7 separate regions of the Mus musculus genome follow, and all the other regions are linked to region 1. A link is a contact called in public Hi-C, HiChIP or PLAC-seq and promoter capture Hi-C data. All regions are on one chromosome and are shown on one strand. The core of a region is the stretch at or near the end of the contact, and the rest is flanking DNA. Distances in the headings are between cores, read along the strand shown. Region 1 holds the start of Zfp563 (zinc finger protein 563). Region 2 holds the start of Zbtb22 (zinc finger and BTB domain containing 22). Region 3 holds the start of Cd320 (CD320 antigen). Region 4 holds the start of Kank3 (KN motif and ankyrin repeat domains 3). Region 5 holds the start of Wiz (widely-interspaced zinc finger motifs). Region 6 holds the start of Angptl4 (angiopoietin-like 4). Region 7 holds the start of Marchf2 (membrane associated ring-CH-type finger 2).

Region 1 (3,076 bases), core at 282-2,781:
TGGGCTCACCTTAAGTTGTGCTAAAGACGTATGCAGAAAATTATCCCTTTAACAAGATGCTGTTTTTCCTAACCGAATTCCTACTCCCTAGTGTAGACCATATCAGCCTCTCTGAGGTTCAGATGGGTCAGCTCACCTTTCTGACCCATGAACTGAGACAGATATAACTTTTTTTAAAAAAATTTCAGATAGTGGTCATAACCTACTAAATACGTGTTTGTTACCATCTTGATAGGGTTTGTTTTCTCTGCCACTTAAAGAATTAAGAGTAAAAAAAAAAAAAAAAAAAAATCTCAGCGCAACAGGTAGCAACAGGGGAAATCTCAGACCCTGCAGGCAGAATCAACTAAAGAACAGCTCTTCCTAGTAGTAAAGAAACAAATGTACAAGAAGGTGGGGGTGGGGTGGGGGGTGGGGACACAGAAAGGCAGAGATCCGGAAACTTTGAAGAGTCTTTCTAACTTAGGGATGTTCAGTTTGAACAAAGACAGGAAAACTGATAGGCCCATCTTTTGGGGTAAATATATCTATTCCATGTTGCTGAACTTGCAGTGCCTGTTCCCAGGCAATGGTCCCTATCCCAGCAGATGCAGTGACTTACAACTTTGCTTCCCTGGGATTTTTTCTTTAAAATTTGAATAAAAATGCTTTAATTGGCAGAGCAAACGAACTGATTCCTGTGTCCCTAGAGAACCTTATGACTGCTACTATGTAACCGCACTTTTCATATTCATAACTGTTTTCTCTTGGTATATTCTCTTGGTATATTTCTCTTTTCTTGGCTGAAAAATGTATGGACTGAGTGAAAAGGAAGGGGAAAGCTTTTGCTATCATGCAGACTACATCATCTCAAGTTTCTCATGGGTGACATTAGACCAGTGGACCTGCCCTGGCTGGGTATCCCTTTATCTCTGTGGCAGGCCTAGGTACCCTTTCTCTAAGGTTCTGTCCATGGTACACTAACTAAATCTGACTTTAAATAAGCAGACTCCAGACTTAGTTTCCAGGGGGAAGTGGGAAAGCTCTTCTTTGGAAAAACCAAGTCTAAATTCTTTTTAAATGCAGTTATCAAGATGAGCGGATGCGGGGCGTGGTGGTGCACACCTTTAATCCTAGCACTTGGTAGACAGAGGCAGGCAGATTTCTGAGTTCGAGGCCAGTCTGGTCTACAAAGTGAGTTCCAGGACAGCCAGGGCTATACAGAGAAACCCTGTCTCGAAAAACAAAACAAAACAAAAAACAAAAAAAAAAAAGAAAAAAAAAAAGAAAAAAGAGTGGATTTCTGCCCGGGCCATGAGAGCTTTGGCTGCAATATGGCATGTGTGCCCCACTTATTAAATTAAGAGTTTACCACCAAGCTCTAATGTGTGTGTGTGTGGGGGGGGGGGGGGTGGGGGGGTTGGGGGGGGGGTGTCTGATCGCTTATCCAATTAGTACCACGGAGCACAGCACGAGCTATCCAATCAGAAGCGCCGATTGGTGAAGCGGACGTTCCTCACCGGCCTTCTCTTACTTGCCAGACTATTGTGGTGATAGAGTTCTGCCAGCTGAGGGAGTCACAGGTATCCGTTCAGGGTCCGTGTTGTGTGGCTGCCAACACCAGGATCATTCCTAAGGCCCCAGCAAGCCTTGGGCTCAGCTATGGTAAGTGTCCTTACGGCCAGCTGTCCAATCAGGAACGCCGGCAGAAAGCGGATATGCCTCACCCGCCATCTTTCTTCCTGGCACGGTCTGGTCAGCTGAGAGGGCAGCGGGTACGGTTAAGCCTCTTTGGCTCCGGGACAGCTGACCTCTGGAGCCTTCTTGAAACTACAAGAGGGCCCGGGAGCAGACGAGGCGAACGTCGGGGCAATGTAAGGGGCGCCGGGTGTTCCCCGGGTAGATGCCTCAGTCCTACATCCTCAGTCCTACATTGCTTTGGGTGCTGCGGGACTCAGGGTTTCTCTGCACTCTAGGTGGCAGGACCCCGGCGGGCAGCCCCATCTCTTGCAGAATCCTGTACTTCTGTCTCCTCAGCGAGACGCCTCCTGTAAAGTACAGGTAGATGGGCATGTTAACACATGACCACTACACCAGCCCATACGACATGATGACGAATTGAAGGCCAGTTAGGACATAGACCCTGTCTCAAAGAGGAAAAAAAAAAAGTAACTTGAAAATATGGTTTATTTACTTCACAAGTCCAGGTTACAGTCTATCGTCTATCGCTGCAGAAAAGAACTCTGCCCAACCATTCTAAAATATAATAAAGTATGCTTTGAGGAGAATAGCAAGTGATGACTAAGCCACCTTACCTGTAGAATGGGCTAGAAGGAAGCCTGGTGATATCCACGAAAGATGTGGGAAAATGACCTGAAAGGCAGTTTGCAGAGCTTCAAAGCTTTCCTTCCTGTATTTGCAAAAGCATGGGTTATTTTGTTCATGTTGTTTATGGTGATATATTTTTGTTTGTTTTATTTTAAGACAAAAAATCTCATTATGTAGCCCAGGCTGGACACAAAGTAACAGTCCTTCCTCAGCCTCCTAAGTGATAAGGTTATAGGAATACATCAACATGCCGTGCCCTTGATACAGAAGAATTTAATGTAGGGGAGGCAGATCAGGGTACTAAATAACCTTGAGGCTGACTAAGGCCACAGTAAATCTCTTTTCACCCTGTTGTGCTTAAATGAGTCAGTGTTTCCCTTCTGCCTACTGATGAGACGACAGAAAGAAATCTCAGTATACGGTTCTAATACTCCAGGTCCACAGAATAGAAAGAAGAGTAGATTTTTCCCCCCTGTATATTCCAAGAAATCTCTCCAGCACTCCTAAAGCCAAGGCAAAATTGTATGGTAGGAGCAGAGGTATCACAGACCCCACAAAGCAGAAAAAGCCCAGGGAAATTGAGGGAGTGAGGCTGCTGCAGTCTTTAACAGTAAAGTCCATGGAAGAAGGGTTACCCTTAAGACCTCACAGATAAAGAGTCACCTGCATACAGGATAGCTCTGTGGCAGTCACAAGGACAGTTGCTCAATACATGACAACTAAAGTATTTGCTTCATCTCCCAGAGGGTTTTAGACAACTCTACCCAAG
Region 2 (3,076 bases), core at 262-2,761, 830 kb after region 1:
AGACATTAGAATCAGAGATCCTGTCTCTCCTGTCTATCCTTTCTTTTCTATCTAGTGATGGGGGCGGATAAAGGGGAGGAAAAAGAACACACAAAGTCTCAAAGACTGGCTGTGTGTGTGTGTGTGTGTGTGTGTGTGTGTGTGTGTGTGTTTAGGTTTAACCCCATCAACCAGGAGGCAGAGGCATACAGGTCTCTCTAACTTCAAGGCCACAGTCTAGTCTACCCAGTGACAGTCAAGGTTACATAGTGAGACCATGTAAAACAAAACAAAAAAGACTTATTTTATGTAAATAGGTGTTTTGTTGGCATGCATACCTATGTGCTACATTTGTGTCTGGTGCTCATGGAGGCCAGAAGAGGGCGTCTGATCCTATAGATCTGGAGTCACGGAGAAGGCAGAGAGCCGCCATGTGAGACTGGATACAACACTCGGGTCTTCTGCAAAGCAGCTGCGTGCTTAGTGGCTGAGCCATCTTCCAGCCTTCCATCCTGCTTTGTTTTGTTTCTGAGACAAGGTCTTTCTATGTAGCCCTGACTGTCCCAGAACTCTGTATGTAGTAGATCAGGCTGGCCCCAAACTCGGATATCAGCCCGCCTCTGCCTCTTGAGTGTTCGGACTAAAGGCGTGAGCCGCCATGCCTGGCTCACCCTTCTTTCTCCTCTGACTTGTCTGCAGACCAGTGTGGCCACACAGTGCGACCCGGAGGAGATCATCGTGCTTTCAGACTCTGATTAGCAGGCCCCATGCTCCCCGTGCTCCCTGCATCCAGAAGGTTTTTTGTATGGCTGTTGGAAGATGATGGAGTAAAAGATGGACAGAGCTCCTCCCGTTTTGATGGTGTTTCTTTTGACAAAAAAAAAAAATCAAAATGTTTTAAGTTTTACACAGACACATTAATAAACAATGAATTTCTTTTTATTGTATTCTTTCCTTTACTTTGCCTTTTCTCTTGTGACAGCTGTCACCTGGATCTGCCTTTTCTATCCTGGCTCTCTTTTTAGGGCGTCCTCATCCTTAACCCTTCCTTGAGCCTTCTTCCCCTAGGCACTTTTAAAGATAAGTGCTTCGGAAGCCTTCTTAAGCAGCTTTCCTCTCTCGTTTTGAGCGGTCTGAGTGAAAAGGCCAATCAGGGGCTGACTCAAGGTGATTTGGCCAATCCAGGCCTGGAGGAGGGGGGCGGGGCTTGGGGGGTTCTCATATGCTGGGAAAAGGGCTGTTAGATCCCGCGAGCAAGCTAACGTCCAGAGCTCGGGGTGGAGCCTGGGAAGCGGAAGCCAGCACTGGTCAATGAGACAAGGTAGGCTTGTCGGATTAAAGGGGAACGAAGGTTTCGGCCAAACCAATTCCTGAGTCCTCAGCCGCAGACGGGACCTGGTACCTTTAAGGCGGAATGAAGCGCCGGTTCTTTAAAGGAAAAGTGTCGCTGTCGGTCGACTTTTGCCCAGCGGCACAGGAGGGGTGCTGGCCTGCGCCTTTAAGGTCGCAGGTCCGGGAGGCGGAGTGGAGGCGGAAGGCGGAGGGAGTCGGCACAAGATGGCGGCGGGAGGGGCTGGGGCTGCGGCTCTGGTCGCGGAGTGAGGGGGGGGGCCCGGGGGCGCGCGGCCAGGTAAGCGGGGGCGCGCGGGGCTGGGGGCCCCCCTCAGGCTGGGGAACAGTCCGAGGGCGCGATTGGGGAGGACTGGGGGGCGGGGTTCGGGGGCGGGGGCAAACACGAGGCGGGGTCGGGGATCCAGGGGGCGGAGCCCTGGAGGGTCCTGAAGGGGCGGGGTCGGGATCAACTGGGGGCTCTAGGGGGAGGAGCTTGAGAACTGTGGAGAACACCCCTTCACCCCAAGAAAATCGGTACGCAACACCAAGGAGGGGGCGTTCTTTTGAGAGTGAAGCCGTAGACTAGGATAGACGCCCCTTCCCTGAGAGCCCCCTATTTCCTGACCCAGGAGCGAGAGTACTAAACTTGGAATACTTTCTTTGCTAGCGCTGCGGTTTGGTGGTGTTTGATTGGATGTTTTACTTAATAGTGAGCCTCAGTTGCCCCGTCTGTACCATGGGGTTGACAGGGGTACCTGTTTTTTTTTTTTAAATACTGTGATGGCTTAAAATCAGTGATGCTTTCAAAATGCTGTTATTCTTTTTTTTTTTTTTTCCCTAGAGACCCCCCCGGCCGCCCTCTTCTTTCCTTTGTTCCTGTGGCTGGGGGGGTATCTCCTTCCACAGCATGGAGCCGTCTGCTCTGTCACCCAGTGGGGCCACACTCCCACTGCCTCTGTCACTGGCTCCACCGCCACTGCCTCTGCCGGCAGCTGCAGTGGTACACGTGTCCTTCCCTGAGGTGACCAGTGCCCTCCTGGAATCCCTCAACCAGCAGCGGCTCCAGGGTCAGCTCTGTGATGTGTCCATCCGCGTGCAGGGACGGGAGTTCCGCGCTCACAGGGCCGTCTTGGCTGCCTCCTCTCCTTACTTCCACGACCAGGTCCTACTGAAAGGCATGACTTCCATTTCCCTGCCAAGCGTCATGGACCCAGGCGCTTTTGAGACTGTCCTGGCCTCAGCTTACACGGGCCGCCTCAGCATGGCTGCTGCGGACATTGTCAACTTCCTCACAGTGGGGTCGGTCCTCCAGATGTGGCACATTGTGGATAAGTGCACTGAACTCCTTCGGGAGGGTCGATCCGCAGCCACTACAACCACTGTCACTACTGCTGCAGCCCCCTCTGTCTCTGTCCCTTGTGCCAGTGTCCCATCAGGGAATGGGGGCACTGTCGCCCCTGCCACCGTAGGCTCTGTCCGTTCCCATACCTCCAGCAGGGCCAGTGAGAATCAGTCTCCCAGCAGTAGCAACTACTTCAGCCCCCGGGAGTCGACTGATTTCTCCTCTACCTCCCAGGATGCATTTGTGGCCTCAGCAGCAGGTAGTGGGAACCGTCGGGATGGTGGCCCGGTGTTCCCAGCCCCTGTGGTTGGCAGTGCGGGTACCACCTCCGGGAAGTTGCTGCTGGAGGCCGATGAGCTATGCGATGACGGTGGGGATGGGAGAGGGGCCGTGGCCCCCGGGGCTGGGCTCCGGAGGTCTAAC
Region 3 (3,076 bases), core at 369-2,868, 750 kb after region 1:
GATGATCCCCACCCTCCCCTGGGCTGTCTTACTTACCTCTGTCTGCATCCCTCTCTGCCTGAATACCATTGCCTTCTCCAGAAATTGGTGAGGCTTACACAGTACACTCCAAAAGTAGTCATAACCTCTAACATTTACGGTGGTAGAGAGGCCATCCATCCACAAGCAGCACCATTTGTGTGAAAGTCTGGACTTCTATGTAGCCTTCTGGTCTACATTCTGGGAAACTTAGCCATTTGAAGGTTAGTGACTTGCCTTCCAGCCTTGTTGGGAGGTAGTGTCATAGATTCTTTTTTTTTTTTTTTTTTTTTTTTTCTTTTTGGTTTTTCGAGACAGGGTTTCTCTGTGTAGCCCTGCTGTCCTGGAACTCACTTTGTAGACCAGGCTGGCCTTGAACTCAGAAATCCACCTGCCTCTGCCTCCCGAGTGCTGGGATTAAAGGCATGCGCCTCCACGCCCGGCCAGTGTCGTGGAATCTTAAGGTAGAGCTATGGAAAACGTAATGTGAAGAATAAAACACTAAGCTGGTACATGACTATATCCCCAATACTTCGGAGGCCAAAGCAAGAGAGAGGATCACTAGTTTCAGGCCAGCTTGGGTTACCTCAGACCAGCAGAAACCACAACATCACTAGCCACATTGGATAAGCTGACTCAATGCATTCAACTGTGGAAGTGGGATGAGAAAACCCAAGGCTGCCAATCTGTATCAATTACAATTAATACAATTGTAGTATCAATCTACCAGGCCCATGTTAGAATAAATGTTTCTCAAGTGTGTGAGAACTAGAAGTTAATGAGGTTGGGATGGGAACCAAGGAGATGGTCAGTCCAGGTTCGAAGCCAGTAACTGTTCACTCATTTGATCATTCCATCATTCCCTCACTATTTTCGCCATTCATCAAAGGAAACCAACATCCTGGTTCGCCTGCAGCTGGCATTCTAGGGGGCAATCAAGACAATAAAGCTAAAATAAGTAAAATCCTTAGGTGGCACAAAGGAGGGACCTGCTGGGGAGTGTTCACAGGGTGTGGCTGCCATATTCATTGGGACCATTGGGCAGTGATATTTGCAGTAGGCTACATGTGAAGTTTAGGTCAAAATTGCTAAGTTCATTTATATCCCTAGAAGGTTTATTTTTATTTTTGGTTTTTTGAGACAGGGTTTCTCTTTGTAGCCCCCGGTGTCCTGGAACTTACTCGGTAGACCAGGCTGGCCTGGAACTCAGAAATCTGCCTGTCTTTGCCTCCCAAGTGCTGGGATTTAAGGCGTACACCACCACTGTTCAGCAGAAGTTTATTATTTCAAGTTAATGTGGTTATTTTCATGGAACTGGGGATTAAACCTAGAGCCTCCTGAATACTACTAGGCAAGTGCTCTACTACTGAACTACTCCCCGAATTCCTGTTTTTTATTCTGAGGTAGGGTCTCCTTTAATAGCCTAGGTTGGCTTTGTTCTTCCTCAGCCTGTAGAATATCTGGGAGTTACAGGCCTAGGTCACCAAACACATTAGGTTTTACTGCTAGGAAGAAGCCAGGAGGAGCCCTAAAATCAAAGTACCCTTGTATTCGGGTACTTACGGTCGCAGGCTTGCTTGCGCCACTCCCCCCTGCCTTTGTGTGCGCGTGCGCGAGAATCAGCGCGTCCTTCTGACTGAGCGGCTGCGGCTGGAGCGGAGCAGTTCGGCTAGCTGTTGGATGGCGCGGGGCGGAGCTGGGCGGGCAGTGGCCCTGGGCCTGGTGCTGCGGCTCCTCTTTGGTCTCAGAACAGGCCTAGAGGCCGCTCCGGCTCCGGCCCATACCCGGGTCCAAGTCTCCGGTGAGTGAACCCCCGTTTCTACACCGCTTTTGATCCCGCCTCCACGCGCTGGCATCGCCTCACTATTGGCTGCGCCGCCCATCGGTCGTTGACACTCCCCCAGCACGCGTGTTTGGCTTTAGCGTGGGTAGAGTGGAGAGAATCGGCCCTCTGTGCGTGCAGAGGGGACCGCCACATGGGTGCCTTCTCCTGTGTTCTGCTCAGCTTCCTCCCTTATTCCTGCGCTGTCCCTAAGTCACCTCCAAGCCGTCCTTCAGCTCAATGTGGGCTGGAAGGCTTTTGTTTCTGATTTTGACCTCTCACCACGCAGGGCTGGTCACCCGGTACCTTCTTGCAGCAGGTATGCCTTCCCGAAACCTTCAGCCCTGAGGCTGCAGTTCTGTGGCTGTTCTTTCAGCACCCAGAGCTTCAGTTTTTCCTTGTATTCCTGCCTCAGAGAATGGAAGGAAGAGCCCTGGAGTGTATTTCCCCTGTGAACCCCAATCTTGGCCAGGAACCTGTCCCGGGCAGGACGAGGAGGCCCGATTGTGACCACTGGCCACTACTGACCATCCACTCTGTATGAGAATAGGTCTTAACTGTTTCAAGGTTTTTTTGGTTTGTTTGTTTTTGTTTCTGTTTTTAGGTTTTTATTATGTTTTGATTTTTTTTTTTTTTTTCCAAACAGGGTCTCACTTTATAGCTCTGGCTGTCTGCAACTTGCTATATAGACTAGGCTGGGCTTGAACTCCTAGAGATCCACCTCCCAAGTACTGGGATTAAAGGCAGGCACTAGTTCCCCTTTTTTTGAGACAGGGACTTACTATATAACACAGGCTGGACTGCTGTTTTCAACTTGTGCCTTAGGCTCCCCAGCACAGGGATTATTAGGTATGGACCATTGTATTTGGCTGTTTATGGATCTGTACCCATAAACTACCCCTCCTCCCACTTTCGGCTGTTTTGTAGCTCCAAGCAGTCTTCTTGTTCCAGCATCCCAGGAGCTGGACTTACTATTGAGCAACATTAAGTCTGGCCTTAGTATTCCTCTTTTACAGATGAGGACATAGACTGGGAGGAGGAATCATGGGTCATCCTGACTCCTGTCTGATTAATTGCCCCCAAGAGGTATAGGGTCTGCTCTGCTCTGGGCCCATTCCAAGAAAATACAGAGTCAGGAAGAGAAGGTCTGAGTTGGCAGGACTGTGAGTTGTTAGGCATGGAGAGGAGGCTATGCTGGGCAGGAAGGGGTGGTGGCCAGGGCTTGTATTCAGTTCT
Region 4 (3,076 bases), core at 242-2,741, 720 kb after region 1:
TGCCTCTGCTTTTTCTGTTGTTGTTGTTGTTAAATGTACTTTTAAAACTTTTTTTTTTTCTTTCTTCTAGACAGGGTTTCTCTGTATAGCACTGGCTGTCCTGGAACTCACTCTGTGGTCCAGGCTGGTCTCAAACTCAGAAATCTGCCTGTCTCTGCCTCCCAAGTGCTGGGATTAAAGGTGTGCACCACCACTGCCCAGCTAAAAAGTTTTATTGATATATGGTATGTATGTGCATAGGTTGATGTATATAGCACACTATGGAGATCTGAAGACAACTTGTAGGAGTTGGGTCTTTCTTTGCATTACATGGTCCTAGGGATGAAACACAGATCGTCAAGTTTGGCAGCAAGAACCTTTACATGCTAAGTCATCTCACTGACCTTCACAAATGTAATTTTAATTTATTTCTGTGACAATTTTTTGATCTATAATCTCAGTATGTTTATAAGTACACCTGTATGTGTCTATTATATTTACATTATTTTCATCTGTCTATCTGTCTCTGTCTGTCTGTCTTCCTACCTATCTATTGTGATAGGTGCGCTAGACAAGTTCTGTACCATTGAGTTAGATATCTCCAGTAGAGCAGACATTTATTAAGTAACTAGTGTATGCCTGAGGCAGTGGATAAAAAGTTTCCTGATCCTAAAATGTCTAGTAGGGGTGATGATAGTAACCTTGCCTTTCTACTAATGAAAATTGCTATTTAGTTAATAAACCATTGCTATGGCAATGATAATGACTAGGGAAAGGCTGTGCTAAGGATTCTGTTTGTTTTTTGTTTTGTTTTCTTGTGGCACATAGATTTCAGGGGCACATAGATTGAACACTTAGAAATATAGGAAAGTATCACATATAGATAATATTTCTTTTTTTTTTTTTTTTTTTTTAAAGATTTATTTATTTATTATATGTAAGTACACTGTAGCTGTCTTCAGACACTCCAGAAGAGGGCATCAGATCTTGTTACAGATGGTTGTGAGCCACCATGTGGTTGCTGGGATTTGAACTCCGGACCTTCGGAAGAGCAGTCGGGTGCTCTTACCCACTGAGCCATCTCACCAGCCCCCAGATAATATTTCTTAAAGTGGCACAATATATGCAAAGTTCCTGCGGTGGACAAGATCCAGGCTCTTACGACTTCAACAAGACAGTAGGAATTAAACTCGTTATATAAATCCCATTAGAATAGTTTGCTTAGATTTTTCCTGTAGCTCCCTACTGTCCTGTGAATGAAACCTCTTTTCTTACTCCTGAACCAGGCAGGATTTAGAGGTAGCTGGCTGAGCAGCATCCCACTGCCCTGCTCTGATCTTCTCAGATTCTACTGTAGGCCCGCCCTCAGGCGGGTCCCCACCCTGCCCCCGCCCAGATGGCTCACTCTGTCTTACAATTGGATAGTTCGGTTAGATTCGTGCTCTGGTTGGCTGAAAAAGCCGTCAGTTAGGGGTGAAAGCCTTGATAACCCGTGCGGAGCTTCGAGGGGGCGGGCTCGGGTGCGGTGCGGGCGCTGCCGGGGCTTCTCATTCAGGTAAAGTCAACCACGCGAGTCCTGGAGGGGAACAGTGGACCCAAGTGTCCGGGAGGGGTGTGATGCTTTTAGCCCCCTTCTATGGGTTCTGTGCGTTGCAACGGGGTGGGCGCCGTGTCCTGTAATGGTGACCATTTGGACATTGGGAGCCTCAGGTGGTTTAAAGCCGACCGGAGAGGGGGGACCCTAGATTATTAGGCAGATCGCCACCACATGGCCATCCAGGACCTAACCAGAGGAACTTGTGCGCATTTTAGTCTCCTAGATGCCTTAGGGGACCCTTCCCCAGAGTTGGCTTGAAGACCTGGGAATGGGTTTCTTGCAGTGGGGTGGAGTGGGCGGATGGTACGGAAACGGTGTTGGAGGGAGGAACGGATGTCCCCCACTCCCCGGACCTACTGACAATAGCAGCGGATGGAACCGCCCAGCGGTTTTTCCTGTAGGAAACTGCCCTGTCTTTTCTAAGCGGACTTGGTTCTGTATGTTTGGGGAGGTGTGTGTGTGTGTGTGTGTGTGTGATGATTCAAGGACCCCTTGTCCTGCCATCATCTAGCTCTTTCCCCCATCCTGCGTTTGAGAATCCTATCCCAACATGAAGGGCTCCCACCTAGAGCCTTATCAGTAAGACATAACTTCTTCAGGACCTCGGGTATGCATGCTCTGTGTCCTGTCCTTCAGGTTTCCTGATGACAGCTCTCCTGATCACAGCTCTCTAGACTGATCGCAGCTCTGTGTCCCGAAATAGTCCCAGGGCTGGGTGTGGGGGCGTGTGGCTTCAGCTCTGACAGCCTAATGAGGGGGTCTCAGGCAGGGGATCCGGATTTAACTTTGATAGCCAGGCAGTGTGGGAGATATGAGGGCAGCTACACGCCCTACTCCGGGAGGCATTGGCTTGTGTAGCAGTCTAATGTTGGCTTGCCCCACCACACTCCTTACTCCCAAGGCTGGAACTGACAGCTGTGAGCTGGGAGGGTGATATGTGGCCTGGGTTCCCTGCAGTTTCTAGGGGAGCAAAAGGGAATCTTTCCAAAAGCGCCTATTATCCTAGTTACCTGAGAGGTCCAGGTAGGATGATTAAAAGTTGAAGGCGCCGGGCGTGGTGGCGCATGCCTTTAATCCCAGCACAGGCAGAGGCAGGCAGATTTCTGAGTTCGAGGGCAGCCTGGTCTACAAAGTGAGTTCCAGGACAGCCAGGGCTATAAAGAGAAACGCTGTCTCGAAGAAAAAAAAAAAAAAAAGAAAAGAAAGTTGAAGGCCTGCCTGAGAGCTGCAGAGTGAGTTCAACGCCTGTTTAAACAATTGAGTAAAGGGGTCAGTGAGATGGATTGGCCAGTAAAGGTACTTGATCAGGGAATGACATCCTTGTTGCATCCCTGGGATTTACTCGTGTAAGGAGAGAACTGACTCTATAGAGCTGCCCTCTGCCCTCCACTCTCACCCCATGGCATCCTTGCACCCACCCACCCTTCCACCTCCTACATAAAATAAATAAAATGTAAAAAAAAAAAATTAAAAAGGGGTTAGTGGTGTAGCTTAAAACTC
Region 5 (3,076 bases), core at 208-2,707, 700 kb before region 1:
AAAAAAAAAAAAAAAAAAACCAACCAACCAACCAAACAAACAAACAAAAAAACCAAACAAACCAAAAAACAAAAAACCCAAAAAACTAAAGAGGAGGGCTGGGGCAGAACTCAATGGAACAGCTTTTGCAGAGTATGTGCAAGGGCCTACGTGCAATCCCCAGTTCTATAAAGAACAGAATAAAACAAAGAAGGAAGAGGGGTGTAAGGCCACACTACTGACTTCACCCCTCAGGGTTTTGAATTTCCCATTCCTAACATGAGATACTAAATAACGGAGGCTCTTCCGACAAAGGTTCTAAGTATGATGTGAATTGAGAAGACAAAGAACTTGGCATGTAGGAACCACAGAAGAGGTGCTCGGAATTTATTAGAAGGCCAAGTTTTGGGGGACCAGCCACACCAGATTCCTGTTAAGTCCTTAAACATACCAGGCTCCTCCCCTCTGCAGGGCCTTTGCCCATGCTGTCCCGCCACCTGCTGGGCACGTCCCACCACTCATTCTGTGCTGTGCCTCAAACACCACTGTGTCAGGTGGCTTTTCCTGGAGCGCCCAGCCATGGTCCTGGCACTCAGTTTAATATCTGCATAGCCTGCATAACCTGCCCTTATGACATCTGCTCAGTCGTTCCTTGTCCACCTTCCCTTCTGGAATGCCAACCCCTGGAGGACAGGGACTTTTGTCTCTTTATGATTATTTCCCCAGCACCCAGAACAGAAAGTGGCACAGCAGGTGCTCAGTGTTTAATAAACGAACAACAAATTGTGAGGTGGGGACAGTGTGAGCTAGCCTTGTATGGGGTAAATCAAGATGGAAAGAGGCAACTCGAATCTCCCCAGACTTTACCTTACCACTAGAGGGCACTCGCTCAGGAGCTCCACTCCATCAAGACTGCAAGAAGGAACAAGTGGGCTTTGGGCAAAGAGCTCAGGGTACTGACATGGGATTTGGATACAGCTGGTGTCCAGCTTAGAGAGGAAAGCCAGGACACTACAAGTATGAATCCCAGTTTCTTACATCCAGTCATGGGCTCCCAAGACATCTGTTTTCATAAGGGCAAACTGAAAAGCGGTACGTGGAGCACTAAAGGAGGCTATGTGCATCGAACAGAATTCCAATTGCAACTCAGCCCCTGCTGGGTGGGGTGACCTGACTCTCTCTGGGCCTGGGGGACCAAGTGGGAAGCTTCTTTAGGGCCACAGAGCCCTCTTACCAGAAATGCCACTTCTGCCATCCAGAATGTCTCGAGGGCCTTCTTTGGTGATTGGCAGGTAATGAGAAGATGGAAAGATATCACCTTCCCCCTCAGCAGCCTCAGCCCCACTCTCGATGTCCTCTCTTGGAGCGGGGCCTCGAGGATGATCCGGGGCAGCCAGGCCACCTGCCAGTAACCCCTCCATGGGTGCCAGCCGTGAATCTTCACTCAGTACCTGGCAGGTTCAGCAGGACATTGTGGGCCTGGAGACAAAGACAAGGAAGACCTTAAGAGAGTAAGAAGAGAATTCTGTTTGTTCTCCCCTCTCTCAGAACCCTAGTCCTCTCCTTCAAAGCCTATGGCCTCAGTTTGTCTCTTAGTTGAAGTGAGGGGTTAAGTGGTGTTGAGGTTCCATTCACTCCTATTATAATCCAATCACCTCTACTGGGAGCGAGTCTCAGTACACTAAAGCGTTCTCTTTCCCCAGCTTCTTCACAGCCTCCATTCACCACAGTTACACACGCACATTCAGTCACCTCAGCCCTCCCTCATCACTCCTTCCACCTCCACCTATTCCTCCCATGGCTCACTCACAGCTTCACCGTGTCCAGCTGCTTTCCTGTGACTGCATAACCTACAGCCATGCCTCCAGTTTCCAGGGTCCCCGCTCTCTCCCCAGTGCAGGGTCTCGAGGGCCCCCATCTTTGCCCTTATACTTTACTCACTTCTGTTGCCCCGTATCAATTACCCCTACACTTTTCCAACATTCACATCCTTCTCCCTACCCAGGAATGTAGGGTTATTAACCCCTTAGCCTCTCCACACGCTCAAGTGACCCCACCATTAACCCTTTCCCTTCTCTTAGCATGATCTCTCATGCATACCAAGCCTGGGCTCCTCCACCCTGCCACCTTCCAATAGTATTGCTTGCATCCTCCACCGATATTGGTTGTTCTGGCCCGAGGATGAAAAGGACCGATGGGGCTCCTGTTTCAGAAATAAGGACCCTGGGGGGGAGGAGGGCGATTGTCCTCTCCACCTATAAATACCTTCAAGGTAGAGCAGAAAGTGAAGGGCAGGAATGAGGCGCTCTCCCCAGGGAGATGGTGGTGAGGCCCGGCCCAGGCAACCGGGGCGGGGCCGGGGCTCCAGGCCTGGTAGCAGGCGTTGCCCTCGAGGGCCTGGGCGCTCCCGGGGGGCCCTACACAGGGTGGGTTGACAGTCTTGGCTGGAGGGGTCCCTGCCCAGGCCTGGAGAAAGCACCTGCGGGTGCCCACTCGGGTAGGCACTGCTGGCGGGGATCGGGCAGGACCGCAACTTCGGAGCACTTTGGCAGCTTGGGGAGGGGGCTCCAGTCCAGATGGTCGTTCCCTACCCCACCTCCCGCAGGGGTCGCAGAGGTAGGGGCGGCGCTGCGCGGACGCACCCTGCGGGGAAGCCAGGGTCCCCAGGATGCGCCCTTCGCCCGTGCACCTCGGGGCGGGAGACCCCGCGGGACGAGCTGAGGTGGGGGGGGAGACACCTGCCTCGAGACCCCCGATCCTCCCCCCACCTGTACAGCCCCGCCCCCTGCAGGCCCCGCCCCTGCAGGCCCCGCCCCTCCCCCGCCCCAGGGGGTCCCGCCCGGCCCGACCGGGCCCAGGCCTCCCCTCCCTGCTCCAGCTCCGCCCCGTCCGCGAGCTTCCCGGGCTGGGTCGAGCCTCACCGGGGGAGGCGTAGTCGCTGGCCGGGAACTCCCCTACTTCATAGGGCCGTCGCTGCCACTACAGCTGCTGCCCCTCTTGGTGCCGGTGCCACGGCCTCCGCAGCCACCGCTGCCTCCACAGCTCGGGGGACATTGTCCCTTTAAATCGCTCCCCCCCCCACCGCCCCGCCCCTCCC
Region 6 (3,076 bases), core at 243-2,742, 690 kb after region 1:
GGTGTGCTTACTCTGGTTTTCCCTTTTATAGTTACATCAAGAGATGTTGGAGGGTTCCAAACCTCGGGAACGCACACACATCCACACACAGCCCTGGATTCCTTTGCATGATGTCCCTGAGCTACACCACCATCTCCCAGAACCCCTGAAACTTTAGCTCCTTATGATCTGCCTTCCTCTACTTGTTCTGGTTAACGGCTAATAAGATTTTGGGAAGATTCTTGCTGGGAAAGAATGGTGGGGTGGTCTGGCCAAGCAGGATCATAAGTGAAGAGGGTGCAATATATAAAAATACCCTTGATGAGAGCCTAGTGAGCCCACAGGAACCCAAGGCCAGAATCTCTTTCTTTCCTATTAAGGTGGACCTGACAAGAAGGCTAAGGATTGGAATGGCAAGTGGGGTGGTTGGGGAGTTGCCAGATGACAGCAAAGACCAGAGATACTCACTGTGTAAGTGGGTGGCGTTGGGAGTCAAGCCAATGAGCTGGGTCATCTTGGGAAGCCTCTTTCCCCTCGAAGTCTTGTCTACTCCATTGTCTAGGTGCGTGGGGGCCAAGAGGTCTATCTAAGACCGGGCAGGAAACGGGTGGTTAGATCTTTTGACTCATGCCATAACAACTGCTTAGCCACATTTCATCACTACATTTCACCCCCACTTTGTTTCCTCTTTCCCATTTGGGCCAATTGCTGGGGTAATTACCTGGCTCTGAAGATTCTGTATTCTCAGATTCTGCTTTGATAGGTATCTCTGCTGCTGGGCCACCTTCTGGAACAATTGCTGGATCTTGCTGTTTTGAGCCTTGAGCTGAGTCTGAAGATATGCAAGGCTAGTGAAGACCTGGCTTTATGTCGGCAACCTCCTCTTATTCACCCTCCCTTCTACCCTTTCACAGTCTGCTCTGAGGCCCTTCTCCACCCAGGTCCTGGAGTACTAGACTCGTTAGTCTAAGTAGAGTCAGAGTCCTAGTAGATGCGCCTACCTGCAAACTCTGCAGAGTCTCAGGAGTCTGGCCTTCAGGGACTCTATCCTCGGAGTCTTTGAAGGGTGCATCTTTTCCCTTGGGCCCCTGACAAGCGTTACCACAGGCAGCCATGCGGCGCTCCAGCGCGCCCAGCTGCCCACGGGTGCGCTCCACGTGTTCGCGCAGCCCATGGCCGAGCTGTAGCAGCCCGTGAGCCAGCAAGTTCATCTCGTCCCAGGATGCAAAGCGCGGTGGCTCTGGCTGTGCAGGGCGCCCTTGCGCGCTCAAAAGCCCCGCAGTAGCCGCGCATAGCACCAGGGCAGCGCCTGCTGTCGGAGCGCAGCGCATGATTCTGGGGGTGGCCTTGGGTGCAGCAACGCTAGGACTCCGGAACGCAGGAGTTCAAGACCCAGCAGCTGGAGTTCTGGGGGAGCCGGCTCAGACTTAGACTTGCTCTGGTGCAGAAGAAGATCTGGAGCCCGTAGCTCATAAGCGTTTCACGGTTGCACCTAAAGCCCCACTTTATAAAGCGGGTGTGGGAGTGGGAGGGAGAGCATTGGAGGCGGGGCCCGGGGGCGGAGCGAGTGGCCAAGTTTTAGGGTGCAATGCCACAGGCTTTGTAGTTACGAGTGTGTGTGTGTGGCGTGTGTGTGTGTGTGTGTGTGTGTGTGTGTGTGTGTGTGTATGAAGAGTTCTTGGGGATGGCTGCTTCGCCTTCCTTGCGACCTAATAAGCGACGTGACTGTCTGTGCACTGCATGGTTCATCCTAAGGCCGGAAATTCCCAGCCCTAGCCCGCATCCCAGCCCGGTTCAATGGAGGAAAGGGCGTACAAATCAGGACGTAGATGCCTTCTTTTTTTTTTTTCCCCTTCCCGCTACGTGGATGCCTTCTTGACTGACCCCTTCTCAAGTCAAAAGCAAAGTAGGGCAGAGTTACGTGGCAGAAAGTTCTCTCCCTGGTAGGCTGAGTTCAGATGGCAAGTGGGGGATTACAGAACCTTGCTCTCTGCCTCTTAGAGGCTTCCTGAGATCTTTAATCCACAGACCAGGCGGAACCCCTGCCCCCACTCTCACTTCCACCACCTTTCTGGCTCCCACGCTCTTTCCAGCTCAAGCATTCGTCATTGCAGATGTGTTTGTGAGGATCACTAACACCCTTGTTCAATTAGTCACCTCTTCCTGGCCAAATAGTCAATAGCTGGGATTTCTGTCTACATTGTAGAGATTGCAACCCTAGGCTTCCTCCTGTTGCCTGTCCTCCACCACCAGGGGTCTTGGTGTCCAGGAATTTACCTGCGTTAAAGGAGGATCAGTGTCTGAGGACAGACCTGTCATCCCAGCTCTTGGGGCATGGAGCAGAAGAGTGTGGAATTCATCTTGAGCTACACAAGTGAGTTTAAGAGAGCCTGGGCTACTCTGAGCCAGGTCTCCAAACAACAACAGCAACAACAAAACTGGTGGCACGCACCTGTAAACCCATCACGCAGGACACAGGGGAATAGTACAAGCTACAAGCTAGCCTGCTCTACATAGTAAGTTACAGACCAGTCAACGCTGAAACAGCAAGACCTTGTTTCAAAACAAAACAAAAACAATTCATAGTTATGCATACTTTAACTCCCAGCACTGCAGAGCAAGAAGCAATTGGAGGAAGCTCTGTGAGTTTGAGGTCAGCCTGGTCTACATAGTGAAGTTCCAGGCCATCCAGGAAGAAGACCTTGTCACAAAACAACAACAACAACAACTAAAAAAGCCAGGAGGAACTGGAAATCTATCTTACCAGTTAAGAGCATTTACATCTTTTGCAGGGGATCTAAGTCCAACAGCTCACAGTCACCTATAATTCCAGCTCCAGGAGCTATGGTGACTTTGACCTCCTCAGGCACTCACACACATGCACACAATTTAAAACAGTCATTTAAACATTTAAAAAGCAGGCTGGAGAGATGGTTCAGCAGTTAAGAGTACTGACTGCTCTTCCAAAGGTCCTGAGTTAATTCCCAGCAACCACATGGTGGCTTACAACCATCTGTAATAGGATCTGATACCCTCTTCCGGTGTGTCTGAAGACAGCTACAATGTACTCATATAAATAAAATAAATACATCTTTTT
Region 7 (3,076 bases), core at 232-2,731, 630 kb after region 1:
TCCGTAAGGAGTTCCAGGACAGCCAAGGCTACAGAGTAAGACCTCAAAAATAAAAGAACTAAACAATACCAAAGTTACACTAAATAACCCAGCGGAACCTTGAAGTCTTCCTGCCTCAGCCTCCAGAGCACCTGACCTAACAGGCCTGTACCACCATGCTCCATGCCCTAGGCACTTTATTCTGCCTCTGTCACTGATACTGTATGTCTTGATTCAAGTTAATTTGCTTTTCTGGGCCTCATCCATCTCTTTCTTACTTTAGGGTGTGTGTGTGTGTGTGTGTGTGTGTGTGTTGTTTTTCTTGGCAGTACTGAGATAAAACAAGGGCCTAGTGCATGCTAGGCAAGTACTGAGCTAGACCCCCAGTCCAGAAACTAAGTTCTAATCCCAGAAGCTCTACTTCCTATTTGCTGTATGGCCTTGGGCAACAGCTTTAACTTCCCTGAACTTCAATTTACTCATTTAGATGAAAGGAATTACTTTTAATACTTCTACCTAGTATGTTTCCCACTAACCACATTAATTCTGACTACAGAGTTTTTTTAAAAGTGTTTTCCCCAGGCATGGTGGCGCACACCTTTAATCCTGGCACTCGGGAGGCAGAGGCAGGCGGATTTCTGAGTTCGAGGCTAGCCTGGTCTACAAAGTGAGTTCCAGGACAGCCAGGGCTATACAGAGAAACCCTGTCTCGAAAAACAAAACAAAACAAAAAAAGTGTTTTCAATTATATTTATTTTGCTTGTATTTTTGCATATGTATGTGGTGTATATTCATGCAAGGGTGTGTCTATGGAGTCCAAATGACAACTTTCTGTTGTCAGTTTTTCTTTCACCATATGAGACCTCAAGACTGAACTCAGACAACAAGCACCTTGACCAGCTGAGCTATCTTGGCAGTCCCTGACTACTGTTTGAAAAACAACATTTTCAGTACAGTGCACTGAGTAGCTTTTTGTGAAGCGCCCCAACTCTTTATAATGTTAATAATCACCCAAACAGAACCGTTATGAAGAGGGTTTCAGAGTGACATTAGTCACTTATTGACCTCCTACTGTATGCCAGGCGCTTTTCTCATCAGCCATTTCCTAAATCATGTTGGCTCCGAGATGACCCACTTTTCCTAGATGGGGAAACCGAGGCTCACAGAGGTTTCTCCTGCGTGGCGAGGCTCGGAGACCTCTCACCAACCTTGAAATGATAATTGAGGTGCCTGCGTCCTGAGCAGGGCTAAGTAAGGCCAAGGGTAGCGCCCTATCTGTCCCGCTCGAGTACTCAGCCGGAGGCTCGAACCCGGAACCTGGGAAACCTGCCTACATACTCGGGTCAGGCCCATTCGCTGTTCCGTGCCTACCTGTTCCGCGGCCGGGCCGGGCGACCGCGCAGGCCCCTCGGTTCTCCCTGGCCCGGGTCCCGGCCCGGCCCGGCCCGTCAGCAGCGGCTTGCTCCGGCTCCGGCGAGCACCTGCGTCCGGGCACCGCCCGCCGAGCAGACAGCACGGCGAACCAATGAAGACTGCCTCTGAGTATCATCTGCCAATCAGCATACACGCCCCGCCCAAGAAGGTGGGGCCTTCAAAATACGGGACGTCCTGGGCGGTCCAGGCCCCGCGGCGCCGCAGCTTCTGACTCCGCCCCTGCTGCGTTCTGGCTCCACCCCCAAAATGGACCCCGCCTCATCCCAGCTCCTCCCCCATCCCAATCTCTGGCTGTAGACTTGCTGCCAGAGCCTGGAGCAGAACAAAGGCGAGCTTAAGTAAACAACTTCACACTTGCCAAATAACTTCTTTCCGCCTTCTTCTCCGCTCCCCCCGGCCCCCGTTTGTTTGTTTGTTTGTTTGTTTGTTTGTTTGTTTGTTGTGTTTTTTAAAGACAGTTTTAATGTAGATCAGGCTAACCTCGTACTCACTCTGTAGCCAAGGATAACCTCTCTGATCCTCTGGCCTCCACCTTCCCAGTTCTATCGGGAGCTAGAATGGAATGAAGTTTTTCTTCCGTGCTAGGCACAAACAGTGTGAACTGAGCTACATTTTTATCACACTTACCAATCCTAGGGTGGCTATGATCACATTTTGCAGAAGGAAATCCGCCCAAAGGGGTTAGAGTTCTGTGGAGGAAACTAAAGCCATCATCATTTACTCATCAATTATTCAAGCAAGACATACATTCAAAAAATGGAGCAACAGATGGTAGAAAGAGCTGTTGAGATAGATCAGCGGGCAAGAGCTCTTGCATGGCAAACATGAGGATCTGAGTTAAAATCCCCAGCATCCACATAAAAGAGCTGAATAGGGCCTCGAACTCCTGTAACCTCAGTGCTGTAGATGGTGTAAACAGGAAGATGGCTGGGGTTTGCTGTCTGCCAATCTAGCACTGGTTTCAGTGAGAGAACACTTAGCAGTACTTGCCTAGCATACACAAAGCCCTGGGCTTGGTCATACATGCCTATAATCCCAGCACCCAGGAAGTTCAAGGTCACCCTCAACTACACAGAAAGCAAGGCCAACCATATGAAGGAAAACCAAAAAGATCAAAATTCTGTAGGAAGCATTATTATGGTCCAGGCATGTGCAAGACCCTGGGGACACATTAACTAATATAAATATTGTGAGACAAACATTAGCGGTTTTTAATCATTGTGTTTGCTTATTTGTTAGAGACAGGTCTTACTGTGTAGCCCAGGTCCTGCCTCACCCTCACAAGCGTAAGATTATAGGCATATGCCACCACAGCCCCACGTTATTAGTATGAATTATTATTCTTACAATGCCTGTGATGGAGCCAGCAGCCTGATACATTAGGTAGGTGCTCCACCACTGAGCCACACCTTAAGCTTCATGGTGGTGGTGGTGGTTATGGTGATGCTGATTTGGTTTGGTTTGGGTTGGGTTTTTGATAGAGGGTTTCCTAAAGCCCAGTGTGGCTTTGAAGTGGATATACAGACAAGGATGACCTGGAAATCCCGCTTCCAAGTTCTAAGTGTGGGCATGCCTGGCATGAGTCACCACGCCCGGCTTTAGTAACATTTTTTTTAATTTGCCCACAGAATATGAACATATAAGAAACAATGTAGAATCACTT

The links. Promoter capture Hi-C pulls out the DNA fragments that hold promoters and counts their contacts. HiChIP or PLAC-seq counts read pairs in DNA pulled down with a chosen protein or histone mark. Hi-C and Micro-C count contacts between places; a contact is called where the count stands out from the background.
Region 2: a contact with region 1 is called in a promoter capture Hi-C map of liver, with 3 times the contacts expected there. The contact joins the promoter of Zbtb22 here to the promoter of Zfp563 in region 1. A contact is called at or near these places in 3 of 39 promoter capture datasets (cranial neural crest, liver and pre-B cells) and 2 of 115 datasets of contacts at active chromatin or transcription factors (astrocytes and embryonic stem cells).
Region 3: a contact with region 1 is called in a CTCF HiChIP or PLAC-seq map of the NIH/3T3 cell line, with 6 read pairs. The contact joins the promoter of Cd320 here to the promoter of Zfp563 in region 1. A contact is called at or near these places in 3 of 39 promoter capture datasets (cranial neural crest, hippocampal neurons and liver), 1 of 15 datasets of contacts at CTCF or cohesin (the NIH/3T3 cell line) and 2 of 115 datasets of contacts at active chromatin or transcription factors (bone marrow-derived macrophages and stem cell-derived neural progenitor cells).
Region 4: a contact with region 1 is called in a Hi-C map of cerebellum, with 2.0 times the contacts expected there. The contact joins the promoter of Kank3 here to the promoter of Zfp563 in region 1. A contact is called at or near these places in 11 of 39 promoter capture datasets (the 3T3-L1 cell line, 3T3-L1-derived adipocytes, the C10 cell line and 6 more), 8 of 484 Hi-C or Micro-C datasets (B cells, the C2C12 cell line, cardiomyocytes and 3 more), 11 of 115 datasets of contacts at active chromatin or transcription factors (astrocytes, embryonic forebrain, embryonic hindbrain and 7 more) and 1 of 9 other capture datasets (embryonic stem cells).
Region 5: a contact with region 1 is called in an HNF4G HiChIP or PLAC-seq map of pancreatic cancer cells. The contact joins the promoter of Wiz here to the promoter of Zfp563 in region 1. A contact is called at or near these places in 3 of 39 promoter capture datasets (cranial neural crest, frontonasal cranial neural crest and hippocampal neurons) and 1 of 115 datasets of contacts at active chromatin or transcription factors (pancreatic cancer cells).
Region 6: a contact with region 1 is called in an H3K4me3 HiChIP or PLAC-seq map of embryonic hindbrain, with 5 times the contacts expected there. The contact joins the promoter of Angptl4 here to the promoter of Zfp563 in region 1. A contact is called at or near these places in 4 of 39 promoter capture datasets (cranial neural crest, embryonic stem cells, liver and 1 more) and 2 of 115 datasets of contacts at active chromatin or transcription factors (astrocytes and embryonic hindbrain).
Region 7: a promoter capture Hi-C map of liver shows a contact between it and region 1, with 4 times the contacts expected there. The contact joins the promoter of Marchf2 here to the promoter of Zfp563 in region 1. A contact is called at or near these places in 10 of 39 promoter capture datasets (the 3T3-L1 cell line, the HPC-7 cell line, cranial neural crest and 6 more), 2 of 484 Hi-C or Micro-C datasets (B cells and the N1E-115 cell line) and 2 of 115 datasets of contacts at active chromatin or transcription factors (astrocytes and pro-B cells).

What each region holds. Positions count from the first base shown.
Region 1 is chr17:33,087,836-33,090,911 of GRCm38.p6, forward strand. It overlaps Zfp563 (zinc finger protein 563), which reads left to right and starts at 1,532. Exons shown (of 4, transcript NM_001024950.2): 1 at 1,532-1,644. The coding sequence starts at 1,642.
Region 2 is chr17:33,914,665-33,917,740 of GRCm38.p6, forward strand. It overlaps Zbtb22 (zinc finger and BTB domain containing 22), which reads left to right and starts at 1,512. Exons shown (of 2, transcript NM_020625.3): 1 at 1,512-1,609; 2 at 2,153-3,076. The coding sequence starts at 2,219. It overlaps Daxx (Fas death domain-associated protein), which reads left to right. Exons shown (of 8, transcript NM_007829.4): 8 at 679-926. The coding sequence ends at 738.
Region 3 is chr17:33,841,473-33,844,548 of GRCm38.p6, forward strand. Cd320 (CD320 antigen) reads left to right here and starts at 1,619. Exons shown (of 5, transcript NM_019421.3): 1 at 1,619-1,819. The coding sequence starts at 1,699.
Region 4 is chr17:33,809,032-33,812,107 of GRCm38.p6, forward strand. It overlaps Kank3 (KN motif and ankyrin repeat domains 3), which reads left to right and starts at 1,492. Exons shown (of 11, transcript NM_030697.3): 1 at 1,492-1,534.
Region 5 is chr17:32,386,360-32,389,435 of GRCm38.p6, forward strand. It overlaps Wiz (widely-interspaced zinc finger motifs), which reads right to left and starts at 1,458. Exons shown (of 11, transcript NM_001372227.1): 1 at 1,214-1,458. The coding sequence starts at 1,400.
Region 6 is chr17:33,780,083-33,783,158 of GRCm38.p6, forward strand. It overlaps Angptl4 (angiopoietin-like 4), which reads right to left and starts at 1,493. Exons shown (of 7, transcript NM_020581.2): 1 at 981-1,493; 2 at 701-811; 3 at 448-565. The coding sequence starts at 1,310.
Region 7 is chr17:33,717,196-33,720,271 of GRCm38.p6, forward strand. Marchf2 (membrane associated ring-CH-type finger 2) reads right to left here and starts at 1,482. Exons shown (of 5, transcript NM_001252480.1): 1 at 1,351-1,482.